Linked DNA regions of Mus musculus: region 1 is linked to region 2. Evidence: chromatin contacts called from public promoter capture Hi-C data. All regions are on one chromosome and are shown on one strand. Each heading gives the region's core, a stretch centred on a gene start, on an enhancer-like site or on the middle of the called end of the contact. The rest is flanking DNA. Distances are from core to core; before and after follow the strand shown.

Region 1 (6,405 bases), core at 153-2,652, 180 kb before region 2:
ACAACAACTTCATGTAATGGGCAAGAGTTACATCACCCTTAAAAATGGATGACTCTGTTTAAGTGTGCTTTAAGTTCTATAATCAAAATTTCCCTTTTTTTTCGAAAACAATTTTTTATTAGATATTTTCTTCATTTACATTTCAAATGCTATCCTGAAAGTCCCCTATACCCTACCCCCGCCCTGCTCCCCAACCCACCCACTCCCGCTTCCTGGCCCTGGCATTCCTCTGTACTGGGGTATATGATCTTTGCTAGACCAAGGGCCTCTTCTCCCAGTGATGACCGACTAGGCCATCTTCTGCTAGATATGCAGCTAGAGACACAGCTCTGGGGGGTATTGGTCAGTTCATATTGTTGTTCCACCTATAGGGTTGCAGACCCCTTCAGCTCCTTGGGTACTTTCTCTAGCTCCTCCATTAAAGACTGATTTTGGAACACATACTCAGCAGACATAGAAGATACTATTGATTATAAGAATCAAAATGAGCAAAAGCTGAGGCAAAGCTCCTCACTGATGGGCAACATATCTTGAGGTGTCTACAGGCCACCCTCAGGAAGTTACTCTTTCTTGATCTAATTTTGTTTAGGCTTCCAGAACAAGGGCATTTTGCATTCTTTCAAGATTCCTGACCATCACAGACACAGGCTTCATTGTCCAAACCAACCTATCAGATGCCAAAGACAGGTGTGCCTGGCTAACATCTGTTTACCTCAAGGCACCACTTTCCACTACAACAATCACAATTAGTCAGATGTTTATCTTTCTTCTAGACTATGGGTTTCTTGCAGTGGTAAAACAAACAAATCAGCTAAGCACCAATCATGAGATTTCTAAGCAATATTACATTCAAGTAGAATCTAAATGAAAATAAAATCTGCTAGTAAAATATGATAAAAATAAAGGCTTCTGATCTATCTGGCTCCCAGATGTTTCCTCACCTGTTAAAGGAAAGATTGATCGTTTGCAGTTTTGTCAGTGATGACATCTCTTCAGGCAAAGAACTTAAAAAATTATTCCTAGGTTGAAAATCAAAACACAATTTTTAAAGTTTGAAAACCTTTACTGTTTAAATCCCAGGAAGAATAAAAAACACACAAATATGTTTGTCAATTCTTATTAATCTGATCTCCTTAGGATGACCCTAGGAAGTGGGGTTGGTAGTAGTTAATGACACAAGTCTCCTGCAGCCTTTTGTTTCTATGCACAATGATTGACTGTACACACTCTATTGCACAGTGACTGTCTGTGCACTCTATGTTACACAATGACTGACTGTACACACTGTGTTGCACAATGACTGACTGTACATGCTATGTTGCACAATGACTGACTGTATACACTGTGTTGCACAATGACTGACTGTATACACTGTGTTGCACAATGACTGACTGTACACGCTATGTTGCACAATGACGACTGGCTGTGTATGCTATGTTGCACAACGGCTGTTCACGCTATGCTGCAGAGCTCACACCTGTCCTATTCTTTTTCTTCAGTCTTTCTGCTGTGAGACATGGAAGCAGATTTAATTCTTCTATCAGAGATTTAAGGGACAGTTACACAGAGAGACATATACACAGAGCTTGGGGCAAAAAGAAGGAAACAGCAGCCGTGGGGAGCTCCCTTCCTTTTGTTCCATCAGCTTTATGCTCTGCTACCCCAGAGAAGTGAAAGCTCCATAACTAGGGCACACCCTCCTGCCTCAACTGTACTTTATGCCAACTAAAAGTACTCTAGCTAACCACAGGAAGCATTAGCAAAAATGCAGGCCCTAAAAACAGAGTTTACAAGTACAATGTTAATGCTGTGACCCTGGGATGCACAGTATCACCCTATGAGCTGCTAGCTTCCCACTGAATTTGTTTAAATCTAGCTTGCTATGATTTCCAAACAGCATAAGGTAGGTTCTCTCTCTCTGCTCCAGGCAGGGCTCTTCTGCTTGACCTATCTACTGTCCTGGTTGGGCCTGGTGCAACCGCAGGGCTGCTCAGAGGGGTGGACATGCTGCTTAGTCACTATCTACTTCAGCGACAAACAAGAGGAAGGAAACAGTTTCCATGCACGAACTGCCAATTTACTTAGGATCTAAAGAATATATATTGATTAAAAATACTTTAGATAATTTTATCTCACCACTTAAGTTATAAGCTACTTACAATTGACAGTTAAAATGCCTAAATAAGTTAATTTTACATTTCCCCTAATATACTTAATACACTAAAGACCAAATTCCATACTCACCAAGAAAATACAACATAAAAACTCAAAAGATGAATCATAACATTTAAGATGTCAAGTGACAGAATTATCAAGTACCTTAAATCTAAAAATGTCAATTTCTGAAGCAAGCATAACTCGTGGGATATAAATGAAAGCTTGTTAAAACTGAGGTTGATATCCAACACCATTTCCTTCAGCTCAACAATCCTGAAACAAAAACAATTTTAAATATCAGCACTTACTCAAAACTGAACCCATGATAAGAGGAAGAACAGGACCTTACTTCCTCACAGAAACTTCAGAAACTGGCTGTGCAAAGACTAAACATCTTAAAAACCACCTTACCATGACTGACCAAGGCTTCAATCTGACAATGGATGGATACTGAAGTTTAATTTAAAAATTCACTGATTATACATTTAACCAAATCATGACACAAAAGAGAAAAATCAGACCTAGGTGGCTTCTATAGCATTTTATTTTGGCAGTGAACTAAATTCATGAAGTGTTTTGTTAGACACTGATATCACAGCATTTTAGACAGCATAATGGAGAGAAAGCTAAGATGTTAAGAGTACTGGCTACTCTTTAGAGGACCCACTTTTGATTCCCAGTACCCACGTGGCAGCTCACAGCCATCTGTGACTCCAGTTTTAGAGGCTCCCACACGCCTCTGTCCTCCACAAGCATCAGACATTTAAGTGATTCACTGATGCAGACAAAACATCCATACACAGAAAGTAACTTTTTAATTTGATCTATCCATTTTTTTTTAATATTTATTATCTGAATTAGCATTAAATATAATCATGGTTAAAACAATATCTGAAAACAGTTTCTAAGTCTGGCAAGTGCCACCCCTAAACGGTGGAGGTCCAAGTGTAAGGACTGACCATCTCTAATAAGCCTAACCAAGTTTAAACATTTTAATTATGTGACTGATATAATCTACCACATAACAAACTTTTTTTTTTTTAAATCTACCACATTACTAAAGAGAAAGAAAGAGAAGACCATCACAGCTGGTGATGCAGGTGCAGGGAGGCGGTGAGCTTCAATGAGTAACTAACAATCTTTAAAAATGTTATTGGGTATATATGTACTAAGGGTCATATCTCTCAACACAGTAGTTTTTCTGGAAATTTGGCTTAAAGAAACAGTATGTTTTTTTAATTGCTACAAGGAAGGACCCTACTTACTTATACACAGCTAAGATAGATTTTAAAAATATTACTTATGAAGTTGGGAAATACAAAAAGAATCCAATAGGTAAATACATATGGTAAATAAAGCATTCAAGACACAAATTACACATAAAATTCCAAACAGCTTAAGATAAAATGTCATTAACATATATATCAGTGATAAGACTGCATGCAACATCCTTCCATTTCATCCAGTCCTTTATGAATACTCATTATGAATTATAAGTTTTAGCTATAAGAATAAGAGCATGCTTAGAAATACTCTAGAGCAAGGTGTGCTGTGTTCTTTGACTTTATAAGTTGCTGTTGAAAAACACCAAGCATCCCTGGTAAGAGAATTGCACACTGTGTAAGAATGAGACTGTAGAATAAAGTAGTAAGTACAGCCTATGTACGCAGGGGCTTCCCCTGCAGCTCTCCATCTTGACTCCATTAGTTGGCATGATCCACGTCTGCCCAAACAAACCATGTACATCTGGGATCAAATCAGACATCTTTCTAGCCCTTCAACAACAGGAACAAAAAGATGGACAGCTCTGCTTTTCTAACAGGCTATCTTGCTTCAAGACCTACATCCCAAGTGTTCTCTGTAAATGTGACACATTTTATAGTTTGCTCTTTTAAACATTTGAAAATCTGGGCAGTTCTATGAAGCAATTCTTATACTTATTTTTTCTTTTGATATAGCAGTCTTTACCATTCCATCAGTTCCCTTGTGCTTTGTCATTTTCTATCTGCTTTCGTTAGGTGTCCATGTGTCGTGTCTACTAAGACACTGAGCATGATGTCATAGGTGAGAAAGCTAAGAGCAGCTTGTCACAGACAAACAGCACACTCAGCTGTACTGCTGCGATTCCTCACCAGGACACATCCTGTCCTGTAGTCTGTGTATAGTGAGAGGTCATTCGTTTGCCAGCATCATTTGGGTGCAGACAGTTAACAAACTCTGTTGAAGTTCAACAATATACTAGTTTTCTCCTTTAACTGGAAGATTTTGTTAATTAATGCCAACAATGACATACTGAACAGAAGAAAGTACAACATAAATAGCAACTAGTGGCTAGAGTGGAAGGTCCTCTGCCTAGAAGATGACACTAGCAGTTCATGTTTTTGGCTTTAGTTCTAAAGGAGAAAAATCAATCACTCATGTTTCTCTAGCCTGAGCCTGCAAGTGAAACCCCTCTGATCCACTGTGGGTCTGGTACTTGGGTGGCTGCTCAAGACTCTCCCTGCCATACTGCATTATATAAGACGAATAATTTTAGAGCTAATAATTCTAACACCCACTTCCCAAGTTCACAAAGTAAGGTTGGAAGTTTTAAGATCCTGTACATCTCTCAGAACAGTAGAACCACAGTGTGCAGCATTCTCTCACATTAATAGTTCAGGAAACTAACATTCATTTGTCAAGACACAACAAACAGAAGGCCCAGCTCAACAGTGGATCACTGGACAATCCTACCTTTGTGGAATCTCGCACAGCTGATTTTTGCTGAAGTTGATGGAAGTGATGAGGGTCGTTTTTGTGGCATCAAATAGGTCATCAGGAATCAAGGTTGCTTGTTTATCACTAAAAGTGGTTCAAAAATAAAAACATTCTCAACATTCCAAAAAGATGTAATCACCATTCCCCACATCTGAAGGCTTTTACAGATTTTACCAAAAAGTTCAAGGTAGCTGAAGAAGTTTTGTGAGGTCAGGACGCTCTGTTCATCCTCAGAAGCAGAAACAGAAACAGAAGCACTTGGGAAATCCAGAAACTCACAGAATGCATGGTCCACTTCTCTACCTGTGCTTGGAGCTTAATCTAATTTTATAACTAAGCTTTCCTTAAAATGTGGGCAATCTGTGAGCTTTGGTGACTGAAGACTGGCAGGTGTACCACTGTACTAAGTTAATGCGTGTAATCACCTACACTACTTCTCGTGCTTCTATTATGTGGAGGTGGAGGAGATGCAGTAGGAAAAAGGCTAAACTCACTGTTGGTGCTGCCACACTGTTGAGCGTTGTAGCTTGTCCTTACTTTGGGATTAGAATCTCAGGAGTAGTCTTCAATACTTACTCCACTGGTTTTGCAAATGTAAATATATATAATGCCCTAAAGTTAGAGGATTACAGAACAGGTACAGGGGAATTCAAGCTGTTAGTGTGGCTAAGTGACTGCCACACACATTACAGGGTGGCAACAAGAGGTGAGAACAATGGCAATGGAGATCTTCACTGCGAAAGGGTTCCTCCCAGCACATAGATGAGGAGCCACATGACTGTTCATAGACTCTGTATCTGCCTATAGTCTATATTCCTACATCTCTCTGACACCATACAGAAAGGAGGATCAGCAAAAGTGTTGGCAGCATTACTCATCCTCACTGCAACTGCTTCACTACTGAAGCACCTGAAGGATTATCCAGCTTCTTTCCCTAATATGATAATCTTCCACAATACTTAAGAGTCTTTAGTGCTTTCCCTTATTCTGTACACAGACATTGTCAGTGCTTTGGTGTTACTGTGTTCCCAGAATGCAGTGCAACTATGAGACATCTCAGTTCCATTCACAAACATAATCACTTCTCAAGCTGCCTGTTAGTCAAGTTTTAATTAAACGATAGTTTCTTATTTAACATATCCACCCTCAAACATGAAATGCTCTCTAAGTGCTAGTGAATTTGAGAGCTTAAATACCAAACTCTCATTCATAATTCTTATAATAAAATCTTACCATAAAAGGTTAGCATTAATTCACCTACCTGTCTCTCTCATATTTTACAATTGATATTGCTTTGTGTCAAATATCCTTGATAGGGGAGAGTAGGAAGGAAGAGAATGAAAGGACTGCTACAGCCACCTGCCTCCTAGACACTATCCAGGTAGATGGAGCACCGCCTTATACCAAAGCCCACCTCATTCCCAACAAAGGTATGTGTCCTTTAATAAAAACCACACTCTGGCTAAGTAGTTAAAGGCATTGACTGCTCTT
Region 2 (7,110 bases), core at 2,400-4,899:
AAGGCCCTGGGTCCACCTTTAGCACTGAAGACAACACAAAGCAACAAAAGCAGCAACTACACACCAGAAGAGCTGGGCAGAACATGTGCTAATCACAGCACTTAGTAGTTGGAGGTTGAGTTTCAAGTTCTCAAGTCCAAGCCCAGTGTGGGTTATATAGCAAGACTGTCTCAAGATTAAAAAAAAGAAGAAGAAGAAGAACTGAATGAAACTAGTTTTGTTTCATCGCTGCTCCTATATTTCTTCCTTGTTTTAGACTGGCAAGTGCTGGGAATATATCTGTTTGGGGCTACTTACCCAGGGAAACAGGGGTGGGAAGGAGTTTGGTAATTCATCACAGCATTGGTCTTTTAAGAGATAGATCTAGCAATTTGCCTGAGAAACTTGGAGCTAATGACTGTTAAGTCAGGTGAAAGCAAGTATACTTTGGTTGCCAATATTTTGCTGGGAAAAGTTCCTCTTGTGTTATATTCTAGAAGGCCAGGAACAAGGACCCTGGGCAACATCACTGCCTGGATGCTAAAGAGGAAAAGCCTCTATCTGCTTGAGGCCTGGGTATTCCATACATGAACGAAAAAGTGTTGAAAGGTAGATAATGGCCCAGACAATGTCTGGGTGCCTAGGCTCTATGGTCTTACCGGAAAAGTAACCAATGGCAGTGACTTCAGAAGATAATCACTGATTCTGTGAAGATACTGATTTCAGTGCCTGTTTGACGTATATTTAAGGTAAAACTAAAGCAGTGTAGAATCTTTCCAAGAATTTCGATCCTCATCCAATTACTTTAATGATATAAAATATATGTCTTGTTCTGGGTGTCTACACTTGAAATGACTATTACTTGGGCCAAAATCATTGTAGTAAATAAAATTTTGGATCCATTCACATAGCAGTGCTGTCACTAAGGAGAAATAGCTTTAGAGCCCATGATTTGCCAGTCTTGTTAGTTTTTATATAAAAGTATAGATTGCAGTAAATGAAACATTTTAATTATTGAGTGAGGCAAGGCCAGTTTCTATCCAAGGAATTCTACATGGTCTGGTATGACCAACATGTCAGAGCCAGTATTACATTCTGTTACTCTGCAAGGAAGGTAAAAATACAGGCTCAAAGGATCAGAGCCAGCCCTGTCCTGTGACATCTAATGTTCTGAAGCAAGGACTCAAGAAGAAGGTTCTATTAGCTGAGGCCTCCTAGGGCCTGGGTTCAGCAATAACTGTTCCACCCTTTAAAGCACACTTTAAAGGATTGGGGCATCTTAAGGGAACATTTATTGTGATCATATGGCATTTGAGCTGTGATGGGCTGAATGCTTTCTGTCCTTCAATACTATGCTCCTTGAATAAGACGTGGCAAATGATAAGACCCTGGCCTGCTTTCTGCTACAGGCATAATTATGTTTTAAAACTGGTGTCTTTTACAAATACACACTAAAATTTTTTGCATATAAAATTGTCTCGTGTCCTGGCTTCTGTGAGAATATGGTCCATGTGCTGTCACTGGGTCTGGACTGCTCCCCAAAGGCTGGTGTAAAGACTGTGTCCCAGGAAGGGGTTATCTGGAGGTGGTGATACGTCCAAGCAGCTGGTTTGTGCGAGACACTTAGTTTATTGGAGGCATGCCCTGGAAGTGTATTATAAGACCCTTTACTCTTTCTCTCTCCCTCCCCCTCCCCTCCCCCTCCCCCTCCCCTCCCCTCCCCCTCCTCCTCCTCCTCCTCCTCCTCCCCCTCCTCCTCCTCCCCCTCCCCCCCCCTCCTCCTCCTCCTCCTCCTCCTCCTCCTCCTCCTCCTCCTCCTCCTCCTCCTTCTTCTTCTTCTTCTTCTTCTTCTTCTTCTTCTTCTTCTTCTTCTTCTTCTTCATGTGCCTGTGTTTGTTCGGTGTGCAGGAAGTGTCTCTCTTTCAGTGTATATGTGTGTGTGCATACATGTGGAAGCCCAATTTCTTTCCTCCATGACTCTTCCCCTTTTTGTTTTCTGAGCAGAGTCTCTCACTGAATTGAGACGAGTATCAGGTTGTCTAAGGTGGCTGGCCAATGAACTTTAAGGATCTGCCTGTGTCTCCAAGTCTGAGGTTATGAACATGTGCTGCCCTGCTGGAGTTTTACATGAGTTCTTGGGATTCTCACTTCACGAGATAGAACCCATTCTCAACACTTATACCAGAGCCAAGAACCTGTGGTTAGACAGGTCATGGGCCCTTAGGATGAACTTAATGTTATTTTTTCTGCAAAGTGGACACAGTATTAAGATGATTCCCCATGACTCATTGCTATACCCATAAATTAACCCATCTCTCAACCCTCATCAGGGAAGCGTCATCTTGCTATAGATGGTTTTTAACACAAAGATTCACAGCTGGCTAAGGTACAGAGAAGAAGCTGCAGAACACTTGGCTTTAGATGGAATACCTGTATCATACCTTTCCTCCTAAAGGCTCAGGGAACTTTGTGGAAGAGGGGCAGGAAGACTATAAAATCTGGAGGTGGTAGGTGACTACAAGAAAGTAATGTTTTCCAGACACAACTGAGAAGTTGCAATATGAACTCCATAATTTTGATAGCGTGTACAAGACGTTTGCAAGACCAAGCCAGACAAAAATGCTAGCATAGGGGGTGAAAGGTAGGTACAAGGTCCCACCCTTAACGGAAGAGCTATTGGCATTTGAAAGCTACAGGAAGAGGAAAAAATCAGTTTTCTTAAGACTGTAGTTCCTGGCCGGGCATGGTGGCACACACCTGTAATCCCAGCACTCGGGAGGCAGAGGCAGGCAGATTTCTGAGTTTGAGGCCAGCCTGGTCTTCAAAGTGAGTTCCAGGACAGCCAGAGCTATACAGAGAAAGTCTGTCTCGAAAAACCATTTAAAAAAAAAAAAAAAAAAAAAAAAAAAAGACTGGTTCCTGGCTGGCTGATCACACTTCAAGGCAGGTCCTACACCCAATAGTATTTGGGATTTATTTATTATGTATACAGTTCTGTTTGCATGTATGGCTGCAAACCAGAAGAGGACATCAGATCCCAGTATAAATGGTTGTGAGCTACCTTGCTGCTGTTGGGAATTGAACTCAGAACCTCTGGAAGAGCAGCCAGTGATCTTAACCTTCGATCCATCTCTCAGGCCTTCATTAAAAAAAAAAAAAAGTTATATTTTAAGAGATAGGGAGGTGGGGGTAGATGTAGGAGGAGTTGGGGGGAAATGAGTGAATATGATTAAAACACACTATATGAAATTCTCTAAAAACCAACAAAAAATATAGTTAGCATGGCAGGCACTTCTCCCCTGCTCAGTGTTGCAGGAGTACTTGGAATTAATGCTTTTCCAAACTACACAGTTATTTGAATTACACAGACAAATGCTACCAGTTGTTTTTAACATTTATTACAAAATGTTTATCAATGTGTTGTAGCTCAAGGGTTTTGCCAGGAAACAGACTTAGCACAAATCAGCCATGCCCCGTGTGAGCTGCAAGCCTTTTGGCAATGCATCTCCAAGTTGGCATCTGTTGAGTGGAGAGTTATGATATTTTTCTTGTAAGATTGTGGAAACCAAAATTCAATAATTTACATAAAGATCTTGGCAACTTCTGTGACTAAAAGCGAAAGCTCCTGAGTGGAACTTACTGTTACTCACAAAGTTGAGTCCACTTTAGTGACTCACGCGACTTCCAGCACAGATGAGTCAGGAGCAGAGAGAACGTGCCCTGGGTGGGGAGACGATGCAGACTTTGGTTGATAAATTTATTCAAAGTTTTTCAGCCAGGATGATGAAGAGGACAGGTGTGTCATCTACTCTCTTACTGCTGTGTCAGAGTTCCCTACAAAAGCAAGTTAAGGAAGGAGTTTATTTCAGTCATAATCAGAAAACAGTCTGTCACTGTGGAGAAGGTGTGGAGGCAGGAGCACGAGAAAGCTGGTCATGTTGCATAAACCCACAGTCAGGAAGCAGAGAAAGATAACTTTCTCCTTTGTATCCAGCCCAGGACTCCAGGGCCCACATCCAGGGTGGTTCTTCCCATTTTTGTTAAACATTTCTGGAAATATTCTCTTAGAGACACCCAGAGGTTTCCATGGTGATTGACCAACTTGACGAGTGAGGTTAGCCTTAGCCAGTGAGAAGGTCCTTGTTTGAAATGGGAAGAACAGGCTAAGCAAAGAAGTGGAAAACATTGATTCCTCCAGGTCTGCTGAAGTGTAAGCGAGTCACGCGGAATAGACAGCTCAGGAGACCGCTCTGTCCTCTCAGGAGCAGTCGTGTCTTGTTGAACACTGGAACACTTGAGCAAAAGGTCCATTCCCTTTCTTGGTTTCTCCTCTGGAAACCCCCTATCTCCTCCTCTTACCCCTGCTCACCAACCCACCCACTCCTGCTTCCTGGCCCTGGCATTCCCCTATACTGGAGCATAGAACCTTCACAGAACCAAGGGGACAGGGTATTTCTATGTAACCCAGACTGACAGGGAACCTTCAGCAATCCTCCTGCCTCACTTCTCTCCTGCTGGGATCACAGGCATGTACAGCCACACCTGGCTTTAGTGCCATCATTTGATGCCCTACTTAAAGTGGAGGACAAGCCTTCACTTCGAGTGATTGGTGTAACAGAGAGTGAACGGTGACGAAAGCTTGCTAGCCAGGTTTCAAAAACACACATCCATGTGTATGCTTTGGCTAGAAAGTTCAAACCAGAAGTTTTCCTGCTCTGTGAGGAAACCTAGCCCTTGACCACTTTTCTCTCCAGGCAGTTGCTGCCTCTTTAGAGGCAGCATTTAATTATGCATGTGACTGGACTCTATTAAGCCTTTTCTTTCTCTGCACTCCGTATAAGGAAAGCTGTCAAGATCTTTGAACTAGATCACCAGGAACAGGGCATACTTCCCGCTCTCTGGATATTTAGTTTTAGGCCACAGATCTTTTACTTTGCTGACTGAGTTCTGTGGTGTACTTTCCCACCAGTCCTACTTCAGAGACAGAAACCCATTGCCAGGCCATGTCAGCTCTGGGGTGGACCCAGGCACCACATACGGGCCTTCTGAGGTGTCAGTAATATACAACTTTCCTATCCTTCAGGTACCAAAGCTCACAGACATAGTAAATGACTGGAACTAAATAAGGAATTTATTTATTTTACAATTTTATTCTTCATAGTTTCTTCCTAGACAAGCTGTTTAGAGGAACTTGACACAGGGAAGTAGAGTCAGGACCACTAATGTCCTCGCTCATGGCCGCAGCTTAGTTCTGCATCTTGTCTGTGGAACTGTCGAGTTGTCTGGAAGCTGGTGCACAGGGTGGAAAGCTGGGCTTGCTTCTAGGCCAACAGTCTTTTTGGGTTGCTTTTATAAATTTTATATGTATAAAACTGAGTAAGAACACTGGTTACTGTCTTCTTTTAGTATCTCTTAAGTCTTCCTTAGCTTTTTTCATCCAACACAGCCCACATGGAATCATTAACAATATCTCTTTTTACTTAGACATCTGGTCAGTTGTTTATAGTTCATTATTTAACATTCAAAAAGTTATTCATTGCAAAAAATTTCCATATATTTTTTCCTAAAAAATAAAAATCACCAGAGCACCCACATCCAGTAAGGTGTAACTTGTTCAAATAAAAAACAAACACATTTCTATTTCACCACTCAAGGCCGCCGGTGAGTGAAGCCTTGTACACTGTGATGAGCATGGTGTCCCTGACCTTTCAGTACAGTGGAGTTTATGAACTCACAGATAAAGAGGGATGGACACGGGCACAGTTCAGCATGGTGTGACTCAGTTGCAAAACATGAGAAAGGGCATAGGTAGACAATGACCACCATTGTGTAATCAGGTCATCACATGTGAGGTGGGACATATGTGTGCACTGCCCAATTCACCCTCCAACTCAACTCACCAGGAACATCAGTTCTTAGTGTACTTTCATCTCTTTGTTGCTCTGACTACCATGCCAGTCATGTTAGCATTTTGTCTAGGCTCCGCCCCACAGTTACCTGGCAATAGCCAGGTGTGCCTGACTCACTATAAAAGAGGCTGCTCACCCATCCTTGCCTTCTTGCTCTCACTCTGTTCTCTGTCCCACTCCCCCCTCTCCCCATACCCCTTTACCCTCTCTCTCCACATGTTCACGGTTGGCCTCTACCTACCCCCCCCCCCTTCTCTGTCTCTACTACCCTCTCAACTCCCCTCCCCATGCCCTGAATAAACTCTATTCTATACTATTTTATTCTATATTATTCCCTCGGAGGAGGGGGTGCTTCAGCATGGGTCTGCGGAGGCACCCCTTCCCCTATACCTGACTACACATCCACCAAACATAGTCCTTTTCTCCTTATTTTTATATGACACAAGAAGTCAGGTCTTTATAAATCAGATGATATACTCTGTTAAAAAATCTTCCAGAGGCTGGGCTGTGGTGGCACACACCTTTAATCCCAGGACTTGGGAGGCAGAGGCAGGTGGATCTCTGTGAGTTAAAAGTAGGCCTGGTTTACTGAGTGAATTCCAGGATATCCAGGGCTAATTAGTGAGACCCTGTCTCAAACAACAAAGACAAACAAACAAAAAACAAAAACAAAAACCAAGCAACCAAAAGCTCTTCCAGTTTCTGATAGCCCTTAGGGATGCAATGACAATTTTCTGCTGTCTCACATTGACCTAGCAATTGTATTGTGAGTATTCCTCCAGCCATATCTCATCTCTCTCTCCTCATCGCACCCTGCTTACTGGCCAAGATGGAATGTTTTTAGTTCACTACACAAGCCAAACTCATTCCTGCCCTGAGGAGTTTCTCTTGGCTTTGCTTTCCCAGAAGCCCACTGCTGAAGCTTCCCATTATTAGGTCCTTTTTGGCATTTGGACCTAGGCTCCTCTCCAGAATTCCGGAAAATTGTATCTTCTCTGTTGACCGCCTTGGCTGAGCTTCACTTTTTCTTCTCCTGACATTTAAGGAGTCACCCACTGGGAGGCAGAGTTGGAGTTTAACAAATCAAAGGTATGTGGGTTTTAACTTTTCTGCTGTGTAGCACCCCTTCCTATGAGTCTTCCCTTTGTTCAGCCTCACAGGCAACATGGGGAACATGAAGCTGCTGCACTCCCAACATGCCCGCCACAGGGTCTGACTGTGA

The links. Capture Hi-C pulls out chosen DNA fragments and counts their contacts.
Region 1: a contact with region 2 is called in a promoter capture Hi-C map of adipose tissue. The contact joins two enhancer-like sites. A contact is called at or near these places in 1 of 39 promoter capture datasets (embryonic stem cells), 4 of 15 datasets of contacts at CTCF or cohesin (the G1E-ER4 cell line, embryonic stem cells and pro-B cells), 126 of 484 Hi-C or Micro-C datasets (the AML12 cell line, the AtT-20 cell line, B cells and 68 more), 10 of 115 datasets of contacts at active chromatin or transcription factors (astrocytes, bone marrow-derived dendritic cells, embryonic stem cells and 4 more) and 4 of 9 other capture datasets (adipose tissue, embryonic stem cells, liver and 1 more).

What each region holds. Positions count from the first base shown.
Region 1 is chr3:158,057,263-158,063,667 of GRCm38.p6, reverse strand. It overlaps Lrrc40 (leucine rich repeat containing 40), which reads right to left. Exons shown (of 15, transcript NM_024194.6): 11 at 4,891-4,998; 12 at 2,320-2,430; 13 at 942-1,019. Among named protein-coding and RNA genes, the nearest start is that of Lrrc40, 24 kb to the right of the region's middle. Within about 2 kb of position 1,402, at least 56 of the 459 cell types and tissues checked have an H3K27ac peak or open chromatin away from gene starts, as enhancers often do. A contact at or near this core is called in adipose tissue and pancreatic cancer cells, where this site is marked.
Region 2 is chr3:157,880,805-157,887,914 of GRCm38.p6, reverse strand. No RefSeq gene overlaps it. Among named protein-coding and RNA genes, the nearest start is that of Cth, 41 kb to the left of the region's middle. Within about 2 kb of position 3,649, at least 39 of the 459 cell types and tissues checked have an H3K27ac peak or open chromatin away from gene starts, as enhancers often do. A contact at or near this core is called in adipose tissue and pancreatic cancer cells, where this site is marked.